Linked DNA regions of Mus musculus: all the other regions are linked to region 5. Evidence: chromatin contacts called from public Hi-C, HiCAR-type and promoter capture Hi-C data. All regions are on one chromosome and are shown on one strand. The core of a region is the stretch at or near the end of the contact, and the rest is flanking DNA. Distances in the headings are between cores, read along the strand shown. Region 1 holds the start of Tspyl4 (TSPY-like 4). Region 2 holds the start of Rev3l (REV3 like, DNA directed polymerase zeta catalytic subunit). Region 3 holds the start of Traf3ip2 (TRAF3 interacting protein 2). Region 4 overlaps Fyn (Fyn proto-oncogene). Region 5 holds the start of Marcks (myristoylated alanine rich protein kinase C substrate). Region 6 holds the start of Fyn (Fyn proto-oncogene). Region 7 overlaps Fyn (Fyn proto-oncogene).

Region 1 (2,743 bases), core at 15-2,514, 2.8 Mb before region 5:
TCACCTTTGGCATAGAAAGAAAGAAAAAAATCAAGCTGCATGATATGCCATGTGTTGTTCTCACCACCTCAGAGTCTTAGGCGAACCAGGAGCCATTATTTCCCTCATTAGAGTTCTTAGGGTAATGTTTTTTGTTTTTGTTTTTTTTCTTTAAACCCCTATTCAAAGACTCTTACTGTAGTGTAACCATATTCTGGGAGGAATCAATTTCCCAGGGCAAAGAACTCTAAAGCTTTGTTCTAATAGAAATTCAAACATTAAATATGCAAAATTTAAGTTTCTGTTTTTTTCTATCCCTTAAGGATTAACATCCGAATTCTCAGACTTTAGCAAACTGAGAGACCGTGGTGATTAAATACATAAATAGCTTTTATTTATTTAAATAAATGATTGAGTAAATAAATAAATACATTTTCTAAATTGACTTGAATGAATGACCCTTCTTTTTTAAAGTAGATTATTTTAAAGACACAGTTGCTTAAGTGTGTGAAAAACCCTGATTGATTCTACCTTCACAAAGGCAAATTTGGGCAAATGTTAGTTGGCTCCATACCCACAGGCATGAAGCAGAACCTAAGATCATAAACCAAGGCAAAGGAGGATTAATGTGTATCGTTTTAGAAATTGAATCCTCTGAGGTTACATTTCCTTCACTAATTCTCAGGGGCTAACTGTGTATATGGCATGCGTTGTGGCCACCTGTAAATAAGGCGCGGTTTACTATTTATTTAAAAGTGAAGAAATATCCAATTGCTTTGTAAATGTCGGCCAATGTATACAAACATCAAAATCTCTGCAGAAATCGAAATTAACCTTAGGAATGTCTTGTTTGCTTGAAAGTAAAAACAACGACGACACTTTTTGCCCCCTAAATCTGATTCTGCGCAGCTCCTCAGTAGCCGCTATGAATCGAATCTGTGTCCGAAATAAGGAGGGCCTGTGAGCTGGTGAATTCGCTTCTCTATTCCTGGGAAGCATGAATAAAATCTGACTTTATTAGACAATAGGTTCTATTTTAAAATTTATTTTGAGACATGGTTTAGATACTGTCGAAATTAATTAGAGACTTACGAATAGACGTAAAATATAATTCGACATCCATTTATGTACTCAATTTCCCAGATGAGATTAAATTTACAGCATCATTTAAAAAGACAAAAAGAACACACTTGATCGACAAAATTACCTGGATTGCCAGTTCTCGCGCTACGGTTAGTTGCAGCTGGTATCCTGACGTCACAGGTTGCCATGGTAGCACCAGCCCAGAAGGAAAAGGGGTGGAGCTAAGCACTCACTGCGGTTTTGCGCTGCGTCTGCAGAGGACAAGGAAAGCTCTGCAGGGCTGTCAGCTGCCAAAATGAACGGCGTGGAAGGGAACAACGAGCTATCTCTCGCTAACACCACGACCCCCTCCCATGCCTCCGAAGATCTGGATCTGAAGCAGGACCAGGGGCTCCAAGAGGAAACCGACACAGTGCGGGAGATGGAGGCTGCAGGTGAGGCCGGTGCGGATGGAGGCGCGTCTCCGGATTCCGAGCACTGCGGCCCCGAGCTCTGCTTCCGAGTGGCTGAGAATAGTTGTGCTGCGGCAGCGAGAGGTCTGGAGGATGCTCCGTCTCCATCAAAGGGCGGGGACGCACCCTCAGCCCCTGTGGCAGCCGACGACAGCAGTAAAAATGGCTGTCAGCTTGAAGGGCCTCACAGCCCTGCTAAACCGAAAGCCCTGGAAGCCTGTGGTGCGGTGGGCCTGGGGTCTCAGCAGATGCCGGGGCCGAAGAAGACCAAGGAAATGACGACTACCAAGTGCGCCATCTCTGTGGCCACCGGCAAGGAGGGAGAAGCAGGAGCGGCAATGCAGGAAAAGAAGGGGTTACAGAAGGAAAAAAAGGTAGCTGGAGGAGGGAAAGAGGAGACTCGACCCAGAGCTCCGAAGATCAATTGCATGGACTCGCTGGAGGCCATCGATCAAGAGCTGTCAAATGTAAATGCGCAGGCTGACAGGGCCTTCCTCCAGCTGGAACGCAAATTTGGGCGGATGAGAAGGCTCCACATGCAGCGCAGAAGTTTCATCATCCAAAACATCCCAGGTTTCTGGGTCACCGCTTTTCGGAACCACCCCCAGCTGTCACCAATGATTAGTGGCCAAGATGAAGACATGATGAGGTACATGATCAATTTAGAGGTGGAGGAGCTTAAGCAGCCAAGAGTAGGGTGCAAATTTAAGTTCATCTTTCAAAGCAACCCCTACTTTCGAAATGAGGGGCTGGTCAAAGAATATGAGCGCAGATCCTCAGGTCGAGTGGTGTCACTCTCTACGCCAATCCGCTGGCACCGGGGTCAGGAACCCCAGGCCCACATCCACAGGAATAGGGAGGGGAACACGATTCCCAGTTTCTTCAACTGGTTCTCAGACCACAGCCTCCTAGAATTCGACAGAATAGCTGAAATTATCAAAGGGGAGCTGTGGTCCAATCCCCTACAATACTATCTGATGGGCGATGGGCCACGCCGTGGAGTTCGAGTCCCACCAAGGCAGCCAGTGGAGAGTCCCAGGTCCTTCAGGTTCCAGTCTGGCTAAGCTCTGCCCTCGTGAGAAGCTCTTGCAGAGGAGTCCTTACCACCTCCTCAGCTTGGCCAGCAGCATGCAGCCTTCTGTCTGCTTTCTCTTCCTGTTGGATTGTGTTCATTGGTTCTTCTAAGTCTCCAGTAGTTTCAAGATTGTGGCTTTCAAGTCTTTGCTCTT
Region 2 (2,700 bases), core at 178-2,677, 2.6 Mb after region 5:
TTCTGCTTCCTATTACTTTAATCTTTTTGTTGGGGCGGAATTGGGGGGGGGGGCGGCGGCGACGACTCACCTGTGAAAAACGAGGCCTAAAAAAATCAAATTATTTGTCCGAGGTCACGCCCAGTATTAGTGACCAAGCCAGACAAAATCCATAGGTTCTAATTTAACATCCTCACCAGCAGCATCTGTTGCCCCCGCACCCCCCAATCCCTAACTGTGCCACTTCATCTCCTTTCTAGCTCCAAATAAAGTTGGTTTTTATTTTATGTCTTACCCCACCCCCTTTTTCTTCTGTGTCAACCCGTAGTAAAATCTTGCACTAAGAGTGAATGAAAACACGCCGACTTTTAGGAGCCTTTCCCTTTTGCCAACATTTTCTCTGAAAGGCTCTCGGGGCTCTCCGAGCAGCCGCGAGAGGAGTGGAGGGAGGGAGGTGAGTGGAGCAAACAAGTCTTTCCGTGTTCTCGCTCGTGCCGCGTGTGTGTGTGGGGTGTGTGTGTGTAGCCTGCGCGGGGGAACCCACAGTGGTTGTCCTAGTGCGAGAGGGGCAGGCGGTGGGGGAGTGGGGGGGTGGAGAAAACCACGACGGTGGGAAATCCCTGTGCTGTCGGTGTATCTGCCCAGCTTGGGCAAAGCTGGGCAGGGCCGCGCGTGAATAAATCTCCTTAAGTGGCCGGGCGCAGTCACTGCAGCACCGCAGAAGAGGAGGCGGGCGAGGCGGGGCGCGAGGCTCGCCCGGAGCTGGGGGGAGGGGAGGGCGGAGGAGGGAGCGAGCGCCAGGGCGGCCCTTTTATAGGCCGAGGCCCGCGCGCCCCCGCCCCTCGAGCTGGCCCGGGCTCCAGCTCCGCCGCCGCGTTACCTGAGAAGGGCCGGCACGTCCAACGCTCCGCCCGCCCGCTCGCTCGCCCGCCCGGCCCGCCCTCCCTCCTTCCCACCCTCCCGCTCGGCCAGGGCCGCCCGAGGTCTGTGCCGCGCCTCCCTTCTCCCGCTGGCGGCTTCCCTTACCTTGTGAAAACAAAACAAAACAAAAAATATCCTCTCCGCGGCAGCCCCCGCCTCTTCCGTAAGATGTGACATGGCGGTCGGCGAGGGGAACTCGGGAAGCCGCCAAAACCCTGCGCCCCTCTGAGCCTATCCATGCTATCGGCGCTCCCCGGGCCCCGCCGCAGTGACCCGGCCCACAGGCCGAATCATCGATTCCTCGGCGCGCGGCCCGGCTTCCCGCCAGCTTCTTCCCCAGCCGCGCGCTCCGAGCGGGGGAGAACCCCCTCCTCGTCCCCTCCCACCCCGGGCGCGCGCCCGCCCGCCTCCTCCCCCCCCCCCGTCGCCGCTCGCGCGCGCGCACACACACACCCCTCCTCCCCTCCCCCAGTGGTTGCGTCCGTGACATCATCATCATGGCAACAAGAGCTGCAGCCTGGGACCGAGGAGCCCGTGTGATTCCCGGCGGCGGCGGCCGTGGCGGCAGCAGCAGCGGTACCACCCGACCCGACGAACGCGCGAGGGCTTCTCTCCCGCTGCCTCTCGCCCGGAGCGTCTGAGGAGGCGGCGGCAGCACACAGCCTCCGCAGCCTCCGCGCGCCGCCGCCGCTGCCGCTCGTCCCGGCGTCCGTGCGAGGGGCGGGGGGGAAAAGCCGAACCGAGGAGGAAGGGGAGGAGGCGCCTCTGCGGAGCCCGCCGCCGCCGCTGCTGCCAGGTCGCTGAGTGGAGGGGAGGCGGTGGCGGTGGCGGCGGCGGCGAACATGTTTTCTGTGCGGATAGTGACTGCCGACTACTACATGGCCAGCCCGCTGCCGGGGCTGGATACCTGCCAATCCCCGCTCACCCAGCTCCCTGTCAAGAAGGTGCCGGTGGTACGAGTCTTCGGGGCGACCCCGGCAGGTAAGCGGGAGCGGGCGGGAGCGGGAGCGCGGGCGCCGGGTCGTCGGGGCTGCCCTCCCTCCGCGCACTCGCGCGCACGCCGCCGCCGGCGGCCCTCTACAGGGTCGCTGCGGAGTCTGCCCTGTTCTCGGCTTTGCTCGCCTTCTCTCTCGCGCGCGTGACAGGAGGCGCAAAAGAAAAAAAAATGTGGGCTCGCGTGAGCGCTGCGCCCCCCTCCGCGGCAGAGAGGCGGCGGGCGCCCGGTCTCTCCTTTGCGAGCGGCGAGCAGGCTGGAGCCCCTGCCTCGGTGGGTCGGGTGGCTGCGCCTCGTCCCCAAGGACGAGTTCGCGGGTCCTTAGAGGTCGGTCCCCGGCGGAGACCCCGGCCACTCGCTACGTGTCCCTAGTGCCCCGTTCGAGAAAAGGCTTTGAGGGCAGAGGCGAAGTGTCAGGCGTGTTGTCCGTCGCTCCCGGTTGCCTCTGTTCACCCTCGCTCTCCTCTGCCCCTGCCGGAGATGCTGTGGCTGTAGAAAGTGGCGCCCGGGGCCAGATAATTTTTCTCATTGAAGTGACCATGTGGCTCTTCTGTGAGTGCAGGTCGTGACTGCTTAGAGTTTAATGCCTCGACAGGGACAGAGCGGCATCCTCAGGTGCAATGCTTTCAGGAAATGTGCATCCATGGAAATAGGAACTACGTGTTTGTGTCGCCCAACATAAAATACTACACCTAATGGGGGTGGATTCGTTAGGAAACACAGCCAAGCTCAGCAGCATAGGCATTTTAAAATTCCTCTAGGCTGGGTTGCAGGGTTGCATTTTAAAAATAGATTAAAAAAAAAAA
Region 3 (2,700 bases), core at 168-2,667, 2.5 Mb after region 5:
CCCCCAGGCCACAGCTCTCATTGGGTGGAGACTGGCTGTCCTGACTCCTCATGGAAAGGGTTCCAAAGGCAGAGGTTTCCAGAAACTACTCTGAGGCTCATCTCAGCCCATTTAAGGACAGCTATGAGAAATGAGTTCATCTTCTCTCCTCTACCACCCCTTCCATGCCTTCCTTTCCTGTTCTCCTTTCAATGCTGACAGCTGCCCCTCCCCAATTACCCTCGTTTCAGCCACTCCACAAGGAGTGTTGTTTTCCCCCAACCCCTAAGATCTAATAATAATGTTCGAGGCAGAAAGTTCAAGGCTGAGCTAATAAATATGGGACTATCAGGCCTGTGTTACCAGGCTCAGCTACAGCCATTTCTGACGTGATGATCCAACAGGTATACAGTGACTGCCTACAATGTCATAAGCAGTGTCCTACATGCTGGGGACACCTCTCTCTCTCTGTCACTACATATATATATATATATTGTCAAGAATAATGTTTTATTAAATAATTTCTCAAAGCCACCTTCCCATGTTTGTACAAATAATACAAATGAATACAAATTTTCATTGTTTTAACAGCTAAGTAGTACTTCATTGTAAGAACACACCACAATGTGTACCACTTTATTATAAAGTTTTAAAAACAAGCCACATTCCCTTTGTTTATAATGTGTGGTACAACTTTAAGTGTAATACTTAGGCAGACCTGGGGCAATCTGATTGAGGACATTTTGGGCAATGTTCCCTATGCAAGAGTGGAGAGACTGGACTGGCTCAGTCTGAGACACTTTCTATGGTAGAGGGGGGAAGTTCAGTGGCTGCGATCAGTGCTGGCTGGTGGCCTGAGAGTTCACACCCGGACTGGCTCCCATCACCCTCCAGTGCTTTAGAAATAACCTGGATTTATATTACCCACACATAGCATGGTGCCATTGTTCTGCCTCCAGGATCCCTGTCTGTGCAATAAATTCTGTAGTGTACTGAATAAACAAAGGGAAAAGAAAGAAATAAACTTAAGATTGTGAAATGAGAGCCAGGCAGTGGTGGCACATGCCTTTAATCCCAGCGTTAGGAGGCAGAGGCAGGGGGATTTCTGAGTTCGAGGCCAGCCTGATCTAGAGAGTGAGTTCCAGGACAGCCAGGGCTACACAGAGAAACCCTGTCTCGAAAACAAAAACAAACAAAAAAGCAAAACAAACAAAAACCCAAATCAAAAGATTGTGAAATGAGAAGTCAGAGGTGTGTGTGTGTGTGTGTGTGTGTGTGTGTGTGTGTGTGTGTGTGTGATACAGTCCTGCACAGGGCTGTAGGCAGTGAATCCTTTGCCCCATAGTTACAGGCAGCAAATCTGTTTTGGTGAGTTAAAAAACACAGTTAAAAGTTCTTGCTTCATATTCCCTCCCATTATCAGGCCCAGGCTCGTTTGAAGCTGCTCAAGAATAAGCAGTGTGAAGACCGCAAGTTCTGTCTCCGGGAGACACCTTCTCAGGCGCTGCAGTAACCCAGAAGCCCGGGGCATTCCTCACAGTTTCTTATCTGGGTGGTAAAAGCAGGATGCAGCCTAATTGGTTGCTGGTTCTCTCTGGTGAACGCAAGAGGTTTCTGTTTTAAGAAATAAAGTGACTTCTTGGCGGTTGATTCACTGCCCCACGGGGAGAGGCTGAGCAGAGGCTTCCTCTCCGTAGAGATTTGCATACAGCATCCACTTCCTGCTCGAGAGCCTGCTCCACCACTTACCTGGGACTGGAGAGGGCGAGGGAGGTCTGAGCGGCCCAAGGTGGATCCCCGTGAGCAGAGCCAGCGACCACCCCCTGGGCCGTCTGTCGGTGGCGATCTTAGGTAAGTGAACTCACTGGTGCCTGGCTGCTCTGACCTCTTTAACCACTGGCCGGCTTTCCAGTCCACTGGCTTCTCTGTTGCCACAAGGTCCTGATCTCACTTCCCTCCGCCCTCCGCCCTCATGCCCCCACCTTTACCTTGTCCATCTGGAGGCCAGTTTGAGCTGAGACTGTGACAGAGTTCCAGCAGGAATGTGGCGCCAGTTTAGGGTTTCTCTCGGGCAGGCCTGGCTGAGTTTAACTCTATAAGGAGAGGCACACAGCACTACACGCTGCCGGGTTGGAGTTTTCAGTACTCATAGTCAGCCATCAAGAAATCAAAGTACGCAGTGAGTTCAGGGCCAGCCTGGGTGACGTAGCAAGAACCTGTCTTTAAAAACGAATCAAAACTGTTTCTCCAAGGAGGGAGCCATGGTAGAAAGGATTAAGTACTTGGCTTTCAGCCCAAGACACGTCAGGGACTGCGGGAAGGCCAACTCCCAGTTTTTCTCTATTTTATGCTGGGGGAAAATACCAGCCTCACATTCTTGGGTCAGAAAGTGCTCGCCGCCCCCCCCCCACATTCCCCCCCCCCCCAGGCCTCCATTTCCTTTAGCCAGTGGTTTGCTGGGTCTGGATGGTGCTGGGGAGGCCAGAGAAGAAACACTGGATCTTGGAAGCTGCCTTCTCTGTGACTTCCTAGTTCACAGTGGCCTCTTAGACTAGAGACTTTTTCTAAGGGTGTCGTGGAAAGAAACCAAATTAGTAATTGAAAAAAGCAGAAAACGTGCTTCCAAGTTCTCCCTCCACTTTGGTGTGGGTGCATCTCTTAGGCAATTCTCTTTGGCTCCCAGATGCCTGGATTTCTTCATCCACAAAGTGTGTGTGTGTG
Region 4 (2,886 bases), core at 135-2,634, 2.4 Mb after region 5:
AACACGTGTGCCGCCTTTTTTGATTGACTTAGGTTTTTTTAACTGACAAGGTCAGGCTTCAGTCATGCCTTCAGTGCGTTAGCAGAGGCGGTAGCAGCTCCTTCCTCAGAGTAGCCAGTTTGTCACCTCAGATGCTCTTCTCCAAGGGCTGCTGGGAACCAGTGCTGGCTGCCTGCAGGTGGCTCCATGTTCTTCTCTCCCTCCTTTCATTTCCCCTGGGTCTTGGGCACTGGGCAATCCTAAATGCTGACCTCTTATGAAAGACCAAAGGATTGCATAGCCAGGCTCCTCAGCAGGAAGGAAACTCAAGGAAGGCAGAGACCCCCACCCCCTTCCTCCCTCTCAGACTCTGTACCATGAAGAGGAGGGAGGAGGCTGGCTGGCGTTGCCTCTCTGCCTCCTTTGTCACTGCTCTTTGCTCTTAGAAGCCCAGGAATTCAAGCTGAGTGTGTTTCCCAACTGCCTGGTTTATCAACATTCACACCAATCTGCTGCTGCAGCTTTGAAATCCTAAATCACTGCTGGATGCAGAGGCTGCTGCTGTGCTCCTGCGTTCCTTGTAGCTTGGAGGAAGTGCCAACACGCAGTCCCAGTGGTTGGGAGACACAGGGCTCCCTGTCATTCTTCAGAGGAGACGCCTGCCTCACTTCAGACTTGCAATGCAGATGGCGGCTGGCAGATTCTGCTGTGGCTGTTTCCACAACCGTGCTTCCGAGCAAAGGGGCAAGCGATGGGGATGCCACGCCCACTGTCCCAAGCTTGCTCCTTTCGATGCGCTTTTCATGTTTTGTTTTGTTTTTTTTTTTTTTTATTACACTTTTACTTAATCTGTGTGTGTGCCCGGGCAAAGCTTCCATGCAAGGCGTGGCATGGAAGAGTGGAGGTCAGACAACTTGGGAGCCATCAGTTCTCCCCTCTAGCAGGAATCAAACTCAGACCTGTGGGCTTTGCAGTAGGCATCCTTACTCACTGAGCCATCCCACCCTCCGGCCATCTGCTTCTGTGAGAGCTGGATCTTCGTGACTAGTGCTACTGAATTAAAGGAAGAGAAAGAACCCCCTGTTTTCTGAAAGGCTGGGGCTCATGCAGAATCATCTGTCCAGGAACCCCCATGCTGACTGGGGGGATCTGCGGAGTGAGGTTTTGTCCTGCCTGAGAAGGAACCTCCTGGGCTCTCATCCTCCTCCTACCTATAGAAAGGACATTGGCGATGCCTGTTCAGGCAGCCGCTTTGTTCTAGTGTGTTTGCTTGTGCCTATGCCAGGTGACACTGTGACTCCTGGCCCACCGCCAGTCCCGCTACAACTGTTACTAAAACAGAGGAGGCCAGAGAGCCAGGCTTTGCGACTGAGCCGCAGATGTGACACTGGCTTTCCTGCTTGTGCTAGTTTGCGACTAGAAGCCCGTGGTTCTACAGAGCATGTGCAGAGTGGGGGAAACAAGCCTGACTGGATATGGGCAGTGAGAAGTGATGTATCCAGCAGACCTTAGTGTTTCAGAAGAGTGCTAAGTTGTATAAAGTGGGGCTGCTCCCTCCTGTGCTCCACCGGGATTCAGGAAAACTAGCTCAAAAGTCAAAGCTAGCTGGGCAGTGGTGGTGCAAGCCTTTAATCCCAACACTTGGGAGGCAGAGGTAGGTGGATTTCTGAGTTCGAAGCCAGCCTGGTGTACAGAGTGAGTTCCAGGGCTACACAGAGAAACCCTGTCTCAAAAAAAAAAAAAAAAAAAAAAAGAAAAAGAAAAAAGAAAAGTCAAAGCTGTGTCAGCTGGAAAGGGTGAAAACAACAAGCATAAGGACAAATCCCCCTGCCTCTACAACCAGCAGCATCCAGAGAGTGAGTGCTGGTTAGACCTCCCTTCCCTAGGGCTGGCCAGTACACAGCTCAGCCCAGTCCAAGCCCTCAGTTCCAGGAAGAGCCTGCTTAATTAAGGATTGTCATTCCTACATGGTTAGGGTCTCCAAGCATATAGGACTTAGAACTGAAGCATATTCATTGCCCCCACCTTGTCTGCCTGTAAGACTCTGGGGAGCCTTAGCTTACCTGGGACCCCCTGAGTGAACCACGTGAAGCCGGGATCGATGCAAAAAGCAAGAGGAATTTATTGCTCCAGTGCACTGGGGCCATCCCAGACCCGAAGGAGTGGTGGCTACTCCCAATATCCCAGCGAGTTCTTATATGGTTTCCAGGGGCAGAATAGAGCATCAGCAACTAGGCACAATAAGATTGGTGGAATAGTGCACCCTTTAAACTGATTGGTCTTTAGGGAATGAGGTGACAAAGACTTTCCTTGTCTGAAGGTGGCAACAGTCAGTACTGTGGAATGTGTCCCCACCGGCAGGTCCGATCCTGCCATGTGGTCTGAGAAATGGTAATTAGCCTCTCCCTTCCGGAGGGTCAGGTGTTTCATGACCTTCCCAAAGTTCCTAAGCTGACCTTTTCATGCCCAGGTCTGGCGTGATCACCCATTGCGTCCTCAGGTTTGACATCAGTGCCTCTGCTTCCCTTGCCACAGTAAGGTTTCTGCAGCTCTCTCTGTGTGTTCTCACTGCCTGCTTGCTGCACAACCCCTCAGCACCCAGCAAGGAGTAGAAAGCACGCTCACTGCTCTTGACTGGTTAGCTATTGTGCCTTCCAGAAGTTGCCTCTTAATGTGCTCCCCTCCCATCTCCAGTTTTATGCTTTATTACTATGTGATTGTTTCAACTTACATACAAATTCAGTTGAGAACTGAAACAAGGGAACTTGAACTCATCAACATGGTGCATTCTCACAGTGCAGTCTCTGTCACGCGCCTGCGGTGATTCAGCCTGTCCCCCTAAAGCGCATCGCAGGCATCCATTTTGTAGCTGGAATGGCCCAGTGCTGCCTTGACACAGCGCACTGC
Region 5 (2,823 bases), core at 59-2,558:
TGCCTGGGTCGCAGCAGCACTGAGGCAATCCTCGAGGGTGGCCAAGGTGCCACTCACACGAACAGTCCAGACCAAAACACCAGAACTGCTCCCTTCTTGGCAGGCAGGAAAGGGTCTTCAAAAACCCACTGAGAATTCCCACCACACCAGGATACCATTTGAAAAGTCATATGGGTGTGTAATTACACAGCTACCAAAGGGGGAGGGGAAGGGCCATCGCAAAGGCACTTGGAAAAGCTGCCTGTCCGGCTCTAACCAGCCACCTTTCCAAGAACCCGAGGCATACTGCCTCTGGATACAATAAGACAAGCCTTCTCAGCTTGCCTTTCTCCACCGCCATCCGCGTTGGCTCCCCCCTTCCTACACACACATACACACGCGCGCGCACACACACAACCACACCAGAAATCTCAAAGACGACCCAATCTCGACAATAAATACGTGAGCCACCCAAACACCACTGTGGCCCCAAATACAAATGCAACCTGGAGGGGCGTTGGGGGGGGGGTGCATCTAACTAGTCACGTTCAGCCAATCTCCAAACCACGCCATTTTAGACGATTTATCACTCTTCCTCCGGTCTACTCAAGAATTGGCCAGGATCCTTAGGAACCACTCCTTTGGGGTGGGGGTGGAGGGTACCCTTCCTATGAAAAATTGACAATTTAGGCTATCATTACCCATTCAACTTTCAGACTAGAATCTGGCTAGGCTCCCCTCCCTCGAATGCATCTCGGGCGCGACCAGAGGGAAGACGAGGCGTCCAGATTAGAGAAAGACACCCAAGAAATGCCAAGAACCACAGGTAGAATTTACCTGCCCATTTGCTTTGGAAGGCGACGAGGCCACAGCCGCCTCCCCGGGCCTCTCGGCGGTGGCTTCTCCCTTCGCTGCGGTCTTGGAGAACTGGGCACCCATGCTGGCTTCTTCAACAAAGAAACTCAACAGATCCAAGAGAGGAAACAAAGAGCCTTCGGTTGGTGTAACGACGGGGCGAGCAGCAGCAGCAGCAACAGCGGCGGCGGCACACACACCGGAGGGAGGGGGTGGGGGTGGCGAGGAGGACAGAAGAGACCCGATTAAATACTCCGGATAAAAAATTTTTAGTCGAAGAGATCAAAAAAGCAGCAGCGCAGGAAGGAGGGAAAAAGGTGGAAAAGTCGAGCACAAAAAAGGAGCCCAAGTGTAGTTTTTTTAAAAAAAGAAGTAATAAAAAAAAATCCCAGATTTGTAGCCGCACTGTAGACAAGAGGAAAATGGAGAAATCTCCCTGGTTGCTAATAAGATGCGGGGTCCAACGCCCAAGTGCACAGATGAATGGGCTCGCGGGCGCTGACGCGGCCCCCGCGCGCGCTGGCCAATCCGCGCGCCGCACACAAAGCAGGGGGCGGGGCCTGCGCTCCGGGCGAACAATGGAGCCGCGCTTTGCAAACGGTTTGAAAATCAGCCTCAGACCAAGAATTAATGTCTTCCAAATAAATAAATCAATTAAAAAATACGTGCTTCTCGTCTCCCTCGGCCTGAAAATAATAATGCATGTCTTGATTGGCTTGCTTTGTTTGGAATTAATTAACGCGGGAGGGGGTACTTATGGATGGGGGCGGAGAAAGCTTTAACTTGACTCGCATTGACTCTTGCCGGTCTATATCCGCGTCTGTCTCTAGCCATTCTCTCCCCTCCCCCATCTTTCCCGTGTGTTTACGTGTATAAGTGTGTATACGAGTGTTAAAGACAATGGGTAGGATTTGTGTGCTAGCAGCATTTTTTCCCTCCGCACTCCATAAGGGTTTCACAGATAGTGCGCAAGGATTTTTTTTTTTGGGGGGGGGTGTTTCTTTTTTTAAAAAAACTGCTGCAATTGTTAAATCGTCCCACACTGAAAGGTATTTAAACCACGAAGATCGAATTTCATCTAGCAAGATCTCCAGTTGGAATTAGGTCTGTAGGCCAGATGTGGGAAACGCAAAAACAGCAAACAGCCTAAGCCATGCTCGTTCCTTTCTCTCCTAGAGGCGTGAAATAAAATATTTTGAAATTGGTCCTTGGAGCACCTCAAATCGCGTCTCTCCAACTATTCCAATTACCGATCACTTTTCCACAAAACATTGTGAGGACCATTTTCAGAAGATCGAAACTTGCTAGCATGTTATCACTGTAAGAAACGACATCATTAATTTTCCTCTGTGGTAAAACTAGACCGAGCCTTGAGTGTACGAATCCATATTTACAGTTGGGAGGCAGCTACTCTCGTCGACACGGGTTGTTTTCCTAGCCTGCTGCCAACATCGGAGGGACTCTCATTTTGAACTTGTCTGTGCACAGCATCAAGTGTGCTCCTGGAAGAGAGGCAACAGCGAGGAAATCCTAAAAGACCGAGTCCTAGTCTCAGAAGAAATCGCCTGCAAGGTTGAGAGACAGAAAGAAAATCCCTGGAGACTCCACGTCTAACCCAGGCTAAAGGCAAAGCTCTACAGCGGTGTGTAGGATATCTCTCTCGTTCGCTACAGCCCTTGCCACCGAAGTACCAGACGCTTTTAGTGTGTGAAAGACCAGGCGTTGATTTAATGTATCTGGAAGGGAGAGGGGATAGAGGATGCAACTTAATAAATATTCCTCTAGTCTCGCTCATGAAAACATCCAAAACATCTTTCGGCGTTTGCATTTAATGACTGCAACGTGAACGATGGAGGCGAGAAGCAGTCGAGGGAATGGCTCGTTTCTCTTAGTGTTGGCTCGGAATTGTCAAACAGTTACTTTCTGTTCATTGTAGGGAAATAGGTCACACTTTGAGTGAAAAGGACAGTTGGTTCAAGCCAATAACCC
Region 6 (2,744 bases), core at 115-2,614, 2.2 Mb after region 5:
GACTCCTCTCAAAGAAATTATTAACAATGGAGTGACTTAGTACCATCTGCTCCAGGTTTCAGGAAGAGATCGGACATGGAATTCCTCAGTGTCACCTTCTCTTGTCCTCAGTTTCCTCGTCCATCACATGAGGATCATTTACTGAATAGCAGCAAATTTCTCAAAAGAGCACTGCGGAAAAGACAAAGAAAAAAAAGTCAGCAAAAGAGACTGGTATTTTTAAACTACAGGGGAAATGTACTGAGCAGGAAAGATAACACAGACCTTGAGCGCCTAAGGAAGCCAAGGCTGCTTCGCTTAAACTTACTTCTTAGAAGATTAGATTTGCTGAGGGGGAGGGATGAGTTTCTTACCAAAATCATTAAAGAAAATGATTCTGAACATGTCTTAAAACAGAGTTCTCAGTAAACAGGAATTGCCTATAAAGAAAATCAGGAAGGCAAAATGTTTCTTTTTATGAAGTTACATCCTGCCATAGAAAAGCTGAATCGGAAATAAAGACTGCAGACCAACCCGGCTATTATTTCGTCAAGGAAAATCTGAGCAAAAAGCTCAGCTCAGCCACCAGCGAAAACAAGAAAACCAAGAGAAGTTTGAATGCCCCAAGGAGCCAGACGAGCAATGGCCACTGGTAAACAGCTAGGGAAAAGCACAAGCAATCTCTACTGGGTGGTTTTGGGACTCTTTGTTGCAGGCCCCTTGAATTTCAGTCATACTTCTCTTTCACTTTTCCTGGGGTAGGTGTGGGGGGGGGGGCGGGGAGCATATTTGGGTACCCAAGAAAATGAGACTAACAAGTCATTAATTTCTTACTATTTGTTGTGCGTTTGCTGGTCCTAGCTTTCCCAGTTTCTGCAATGGTACTTCTCTACTTTGCTCCTCACTTCCCTAATTTGCCATCGCCATTCTTAACACCTTTCCATTTTATCCTCCCACTCTCAAAGGCGAGGCTATCTCTTTGGAGAAATAGGTTCCCATGGCTGTGAGGCTGGAGTGGCAGGTGCCAGTCTCCACTGGCAAAGTGGAAAGCAGCTCATTCCCTGCGCACTCTCCTGCCCACCTCACCAACTCGCAACTCCACACGATCCTCAGACACACAACTCTTCCTTCTCCGCCAACCTCGCATCCTCTCACACACCCTGTGGCCGTGCGCACCGCAGGCTGCCCGCCACCACTGTAAAGCTCAACCCACTCGGCGGCCCCACCCATGGCCGTCCCGCCTCCGACGCATTCACCAATGGCTGCCGGCGCTCAGCCCTCAGCGGGCCCTTTGATAGGGCAGAAAGACCTGACAGTCTCAGGGCGTGTCCCGCCCCCTCTCGAACCCCTCGGGATCCGGAGCAGCCCGAGCATCAGCGAGAGTAGCTGCGAGAAGCCGCGGCGGTGGCGGCGGCGCGTCGGTGCAGTTGCGCCATCTGTCAGGAGCGCAGCCGGCGGGGAGGGGGCTCCGCAGAGAGGAGGAGGGGTCGCCGTGCGCCGGGCCTCCGAGACCCGCCCGCTGGTCAAGAGCTCAGCGAGGCCGCCTCTAGCCGGAGCGTTTCGAGGACTCCCCGGGCACACACAAAGCCGCCACCCGCGCCAGGGAGGGACCGGGCTGCCGGGCCGGGGACACCGGCGCCGCCCCCTCGGCGCTTCGCGAGGCCCACGAGCTCCTGGGCCCCGCCGCGGAGCCGCGGGAGCCGCCTGGGCCGCGCCGGAGGAGGGCGGGGAGAGGACCATGTGAATGTGCTCCGGAGCTGAGCGCCAAGCCAAGCAGGTAAGCGACAGGGGATGCGCGGAGCCTCGGGATGCTGCGGAGACGCCCGGCCCAGCGCCCCCGCACGGGCTGCTCCCGCTGCGGTCCCGCCGCGCAGCCTCCAGGGCGCCCCGCGACGCAGGACACTGATGCGGGGTGCCGCCCCGAGGCTGCGCAGGCACCGGGGTGTCTTTCCTCGGCCGCCGGCGGGTGCCGGGTGGAAAATAGGAATTGGCTTGGGGGTGAGGTTGGCCCAGCTCCGCCCCCGCCCTCCTTTCGCGGCCCCCCGCGGGGACCAGGGCTGTGTGTGTTGTTTTAATGTCAGGGATGATGTAATCACTTAATAATTGATGCCCCGTGCTGCTTTCCTCCCCACCCAACCCCTGCCCCACTCCTCCACCTCTCGGCTTCCTCCCTCGGTGGCCCTTGCCGTTCCCCAGCGCATCCTCCTGCCTATTTCTGGAACCTCCCTTGCACTTCCCCCACCCTCCCCTTCACCCTTCCTGTGCTACCACCCACCCACCCTTCCCCTTTCCCCTGTGTCTGGCCTTGCCTCCTCTTCCTCTGTCCCCCCACCCCTTTTGCTCTCTCAAGCTTATTTCTCCTCCCTTCTCGACACGCTGGATTTCCTCCCTACTTCCCTAGGTCGGTAGACGGTTTTGTTTGGTCTCCTCTAGGCTCTCTTATCTTTGAGGCCACAGGGACTGACTGAGCTAGAAAGAGGCCACCAAGCTTGGGCCCAGGAGGCGTTTGCTGGGACTCACTGGGAGGAGGGATAATAAAATCACCCGTTTTGCCCCTCCTTCCTCTAATAAATCAGACTCATTCTGTGTGTGTGTGTGTGTGAGTGTGTGTGTGACACAAAGAGCCCTTTCAGTTCATAGAGGAGAGACACATAAAGTACCCAGGGCACCATGCTTCTTGTGTCTCATCCCTGGGGCGTCCCTTTCTTTCTGGTGAAGCAGTTGATCTCTTAGTCTTTTCTGCCACACTTACCAAAAAATGAAGG
Region 7 (2,700 bases), core at 98-2,597, 2.3 Mb after region 5:
CTAGCCCAGCCCTGTGCTCTAACCCACTTGTCTTTGTCTCTAACTGCCAAGCTTTGTAAGTGCTCCCCAGCATAAATGCCCCCCAGCGTCAGCCTTCCCTCACTTCAGTGGGTGCTCCCTAGCATTCGCTCCCAGTATCAGCCTCCCTTCACTTCAGTGGGTGCTCCCCAGCATCCTCCCCTAGCGTCAGCCTTCCCTCACTTCAGTGGGTGCTCCCCAGCATCCCCACACCCCAGTATCAGCCTCCCCTCACTTCAGTGGGTGCTCCCCAGCATCCCCACACCCCAGTATCAGCCTCCCCTCACTTCAGTGGGTCCTCCCCAGCATCCTCCCCTAGCGTCAGCCTCCCCTCACTTCAGTGGGTGCTCCCCAGCATCCTCCCCTAGCGTCAGCCTCCCCTCACCTTTTTGTGATCACCTTTCATGATCTTGTTTCAGTTCGGCATGGTCTCTGTGTCTGATGGAAATAAACTCATTGGAGGAAAATGAACTTGTGCTGCTCTGATTCCTGCTGTTCTACAGGTGCTGTGAACTATTCTGAAGAAGTCACAGACAACCTAGATCTAACAGAATATGTTTCTCTGAAAGTTTTAACTTGGAGTTGAAGATATTTCTCAGTGGTTACAGTACTCTCCTAGTACGTCCAAGGCTTTCAGTCAGTCTCCATGAATAACCAACCTACTGTGAAGTTTTGCTCCTCTCAGTGCCATATTAAGTGATATTCTTATACCATTGACCTTTTTCAAGATTCATCTGTGTACCATGATGAAATTAATTTATCTTACTGCTGTCTCCCATGGTATCCACTTTAAGATGTACCACAGTTTTTAAGTATCTTCTCCTGTCAGTGGGTATCTGGGTCATTTCTGTTTTTATTTTTTTATGTTTGTGCTATTTTCATCAGTGCTGCCGTGAGCATTGAGTGTGCATACTACAGCAGCTTCTCTGTGAGAGATCGCGAGGGTAGAGCTCCTGAGTCAGAGTGTGTGTGCACCCTCCACTCCACTGGATAAAACCAGATTGGTTTCCGAAGTGTGGGTCAACAATTGGCATGCCTATGAGGAAACAGTAACTTTGAAGAGGAGAGAGAAGTCTGGGGAGAAGGTGGAAAGCAGGGTTAGCTAAACATTGGACAGGAAAGGGACACCACTGGGCTGTGGTGAAGTAAGCTTCCTTTTGAAGAGTGGAGTAACCGTGGGATACTGAGGAAGAGTGAGGGGGTTTTAAGTTGTCACCAGGGAAACAGTAGCAAGTGACCTCATGGACAGGAGTCACATTACACTGAGGGAGCAGAGTCCGTCTTGCTTGCAGTGGGCATGCCCAGTCCTCTCCTCACCAGGTTCGAGCTGGCAGCACTTGTAGGCACTGCCTGGGGAGCATGTGCTGCCAGGCTCAGACAGGTCTGTTTCCAGGTCAGATGCATGGTGTCTTGGCCTCTAAGAAAATTTTCACAACAGCCACAGGAGCATGCAAATATTTGTCCAGTTACCTCCGTGCAGTCACAGTGGCCCCTTGTGCCAGCCATGCTCTGTGTCATTCCTATTCGGCACACTTACTTACACATTGCAGTCTCTTCTACTTCCTACCTGTACCTGATGAAAATTCAGAAGTTCCCAGGGGCTCCTCATTCACTTGACCAGAATGAGAAGAAATGTCTATGGCGTGAAGAATAGCAATGGCTCTGAGCTGTGACACAGTCCTTAGTGACTGACTGACCACTCTGAGTTTTAAAGGAGTATGCTTGCTTTTCAAAGAATTCCCGTTCTTCCAAATGTAGACGTGGGGACCGGTAGCTCCTTTGTTGCTGTTTCTGAATTGGAAAGTGGAGCAGTAAACCATTAAAAGCACGTGGTCTCTGGAGGCTGAGAAGGGCAGCTTTTTTTAACTTGTTATTTTTGGACCCTCTTCATTAATAATAACATTTGTCAGATACATTTGATTCCAGGCCAGCGAGATCACTGATGCTGAAACCTTCAAGATAAATATATCGTAGCTTTTCATTATGTGTTGACTAGTAGTATTGCGGGTTAGACACTTTTGAGGGTGATATTTCCAATTTGAGGAACATCCTGTTGTTCTGTAACTAACACTTGTACACTGCCAAAAAGGTGGGAAAGAACCCTAATGTCCCATGCTTGAGTTTGCCTCGTGTAACCAACCTGCAAAGCCCCATGGGGTGCAGGTCAGTCTTGGTTAAAATGTGGAGTGCCCAAATTAATAAGTCAGCCGGACAGCTGTTTAGGTTGCTAAATAAGAAGAAAGTAGGAGAGAAAATCACTTGTGAAATACAAGCTTAATTTTGAAAGCAAAATTCCTATGCGGGAAAAGCCTACAGAAACCACACTGGAATGCTAATAGTTGTCTTTGGGATCTGAGATTATGGGATTTCCCATAATCTTGTTTGTGTTTGCTAATGTGACTATAGAGTTTTATAATAAAATTAATTAGAAGGGTAGGTGTAAGGGAAGTTGATCTGGATTTCAGTTGCTGCTCTCCCACTAACCAGCTGTTTGGCCATGGGTAAACATTTTTGCTTGGCACTGGCGCCTCAGGAACTAAAAAGATGTGTCATCTTCCCCATTCACAAGGCTGTTGTCAGTTGGCCTGCCAGAGCCCCCTCTCTCCACTCTGGGTCCCAGTTTCCCCTTCCCTGGTGATACTAGCCTCACCCAGTCCACACCCAGAAGCTATGAATGATGTC

What was found. Promoter capture Hi-C pulls out the DNA fragments that hold promoters and counts their contacts. Hi-C and Micro-C count contacts between places; a contact is called where the count stands out from the background. HiCAR-type assays count read pairs that join an accessible place to other places.
Region 1: a contact with region 5 is called in a promoter capture Hi-C map of pre-B cells, with 3 times the contacts expected there. The contact joins the promoter of Tspyl4 here to the promoter of Marcks in region 5. A contact is called at or near these places in 1 of 39 promoter capture datasets (pre-B cells) and 1 of 115 datasets of contacts at active chromatin or transcription factors (astrocytes).
Region 2: a HiCAR-type map of astrocytes shows a contact between it and region 5, with 5 times the contacts expected there. The contact joins the promoter of Rev3l here to the promoter of Marcks in region 5. A contact is called at or near these places in 1 of 39 promoter capture datasets (cranial neural crest), 1 of 484 Hi-C or Micro-C datasets (embryonic stem cells) and 1 of 115 datasets of contacts at active chromatin or transcription factors (astrocytes).
Region 3: a Hi-C map of B cells shows a contact between it and region 5, with 5 read pairs. The contact joins the promoter of Traf3ip2 here to the promoter of Marcks in region 5. A contact is called at or near these places in 3 of 39 promoter capture datasets (hippocampal neurons, liver and pre-B cells), 1 of 484 Hi-C or Micro-C datasets (B cells) and 1 of 115 datasets of contacts at active chromatin or transcription factors (large pre-B cells).
Region 4: a HiCAR-type map of astrocytes shows a contact between it and region 5, with 7 times the contacts expected there. The contact joins the enhancer-like site here to the promoter of Marcks in region 5. A contact is called at or near these places in 4 of 39 promoter capture datasets (the C10 cell line, hippocampal neurons, liver and 1 more) and 3 of 115 datasets of contacts at active chromatin or transcription factors (astrocytes, differentiating embryonic stem cells and embryonic forebrain).
Region 6: a contact with region 5 is called in a promoter capture Hi-C map of pre-B cells, with 7 times the contacts expected there. The contact joins the promoter of Fyn here to the promoter of Marcks in region 5. A contact is called at or near these places in 2 of 39 promoter capture datasets (hippocampal neurons and pre-B cells) and 1 of 115 datasets of contacts at active chromatin or transcription factors (astrocytes).
Region 7: a contact with region 5 is called in a HiCAR-type map of astrocytes, with 6 times the contacts expected there. The contact joins the enhancer-like site here to the promoter of Marcks in region 5. A contact is called at or near these places in 4 of 39 promoter capture datasets (the C10 cell line, hippocampal neurons, liver and 1 more) and 2 of 115 datasets of contacts at active chromatin or transcription factors (astrocytes and bone marrow-derived dendritic cells).

The regions. Positions count from the first base shown.
Region 1 is chr10:34,296,157-34,298,899 of GRCm38.p6, forward strand. Tspyl4 (TSPY-like 4) reads left to right here and starts at 1,265. Exons shown (of 1, transcript NM_030203.2): 1 at 1,265-2,743. The coding sequence starts at 1,358. The coding sequence ends at 2,578. Gm26564 (a long non-coding RNA gene) reads right to left here and starts at 1,268. Exons shown (of 5, transcript XR_871568.2): 1 at 1,187-1,268.
Region 2 is chr10:39,730,733-39,733,432 of GRCm38.p6, forward strand. It overlaps Rev3l (REV3 like, DNA directed polymerase zeta catalytic subunit), which reads left to right and starts at 1,428. Exons shown (of 32, transcript NM_011264.3): 1 at 1,428-1,881. The coding sequence starts at 1,743. E130307A14Rik (RIKEN cDNA E130307A14 gene) reads right to left here and starts at 1,275. Exons shown (of 3, transcript NR_038037.1): 1 at 1,006-1,275.
Region 3 is chr10:39,611,517-39,614,216 of GRCm38.p6, forward strand. It overlaps Traf3ip2 (TRAF3 interacting protein 2), which reads left to right and starts at 1,418. Exons shown (of 9, transcript NM_134000.3): 1 at 1,418-1,830. Gm16364 (predicted gene 16364) reads right to left here and starts at 2,166. Exons shown (of 6, transcript NR_152259.1): 1 at 1,968-2,166.
Region 4 is chr10:39,501,162-39,504,047 of GRCm38.p6, forward strand. All of the region lies in intron 3 of Fyn (Fyn proto-oncogene), which reads left to right. Among named protein-coding and RNA genes, the nearest start is that of Gm40627, 88 kb to the right of the region's middle. Within about 2 kb of position 1,385, at least 48 of the 459 cell types and tissues checked have an H3K27ac peak or open chromatin away from gene starts, as enhancers often do. A contact at or near this core is called in astrocytes and embryonic forebrain, where this site is marked.
Region 5 is chr10:37,137,618-37,140,440 of GRCm38.p6, forward strand. It overlaps Marcks (myristoylated alanine rich protein kinase C substrate), which reads right to left and starts at 1,309. Exons shown (of 2, transcript NM_008538.2): 1 at 817-1,309. The coding sequence starts at 918. It overlaps 5930403N24Rik (RIKEN cDNA 5930403N24 gene), which reads left to right and starts at 1,915. Exons shown (of 3, transcript NR_166104.1): 1 at 1,915-2,823.
Region 6 is chr10:39,368,435-39,371,178 of GRCm38.p6, forward strand. It overlaps Fyn (Fyn proto-oncogene), which reads left to right and starts at 1,365. Exons shown (of 14, transcript NM_001122893.1): 1 at 1,365-1,756. Gm31616 (predicted gene, 31616) reads right to left here and starts at 1,178. Exons shown (of 2, transcript NR_168583.1): 1 at 1,061-1,178; 2 at 1-171.
Region 7 is chr10:39,405,109-39,407,808 of GRCm38.p6, forward strand. The region is part of intron 2 of Fyn (Fyn proto-oncogene); the gene reads left to right. Among named protein-coding and RNA genes, the nearest start is that of Fyn, 37 kb to the left of the region's middle. Within about 2 kb of position 1,348, at least 18 of the 459 cell types and tissues checked have an H3K27ac peak or open chromatin away from gene starts, as enhancers often do. A contact at or near this core is called in astrocytes, where this site is marked.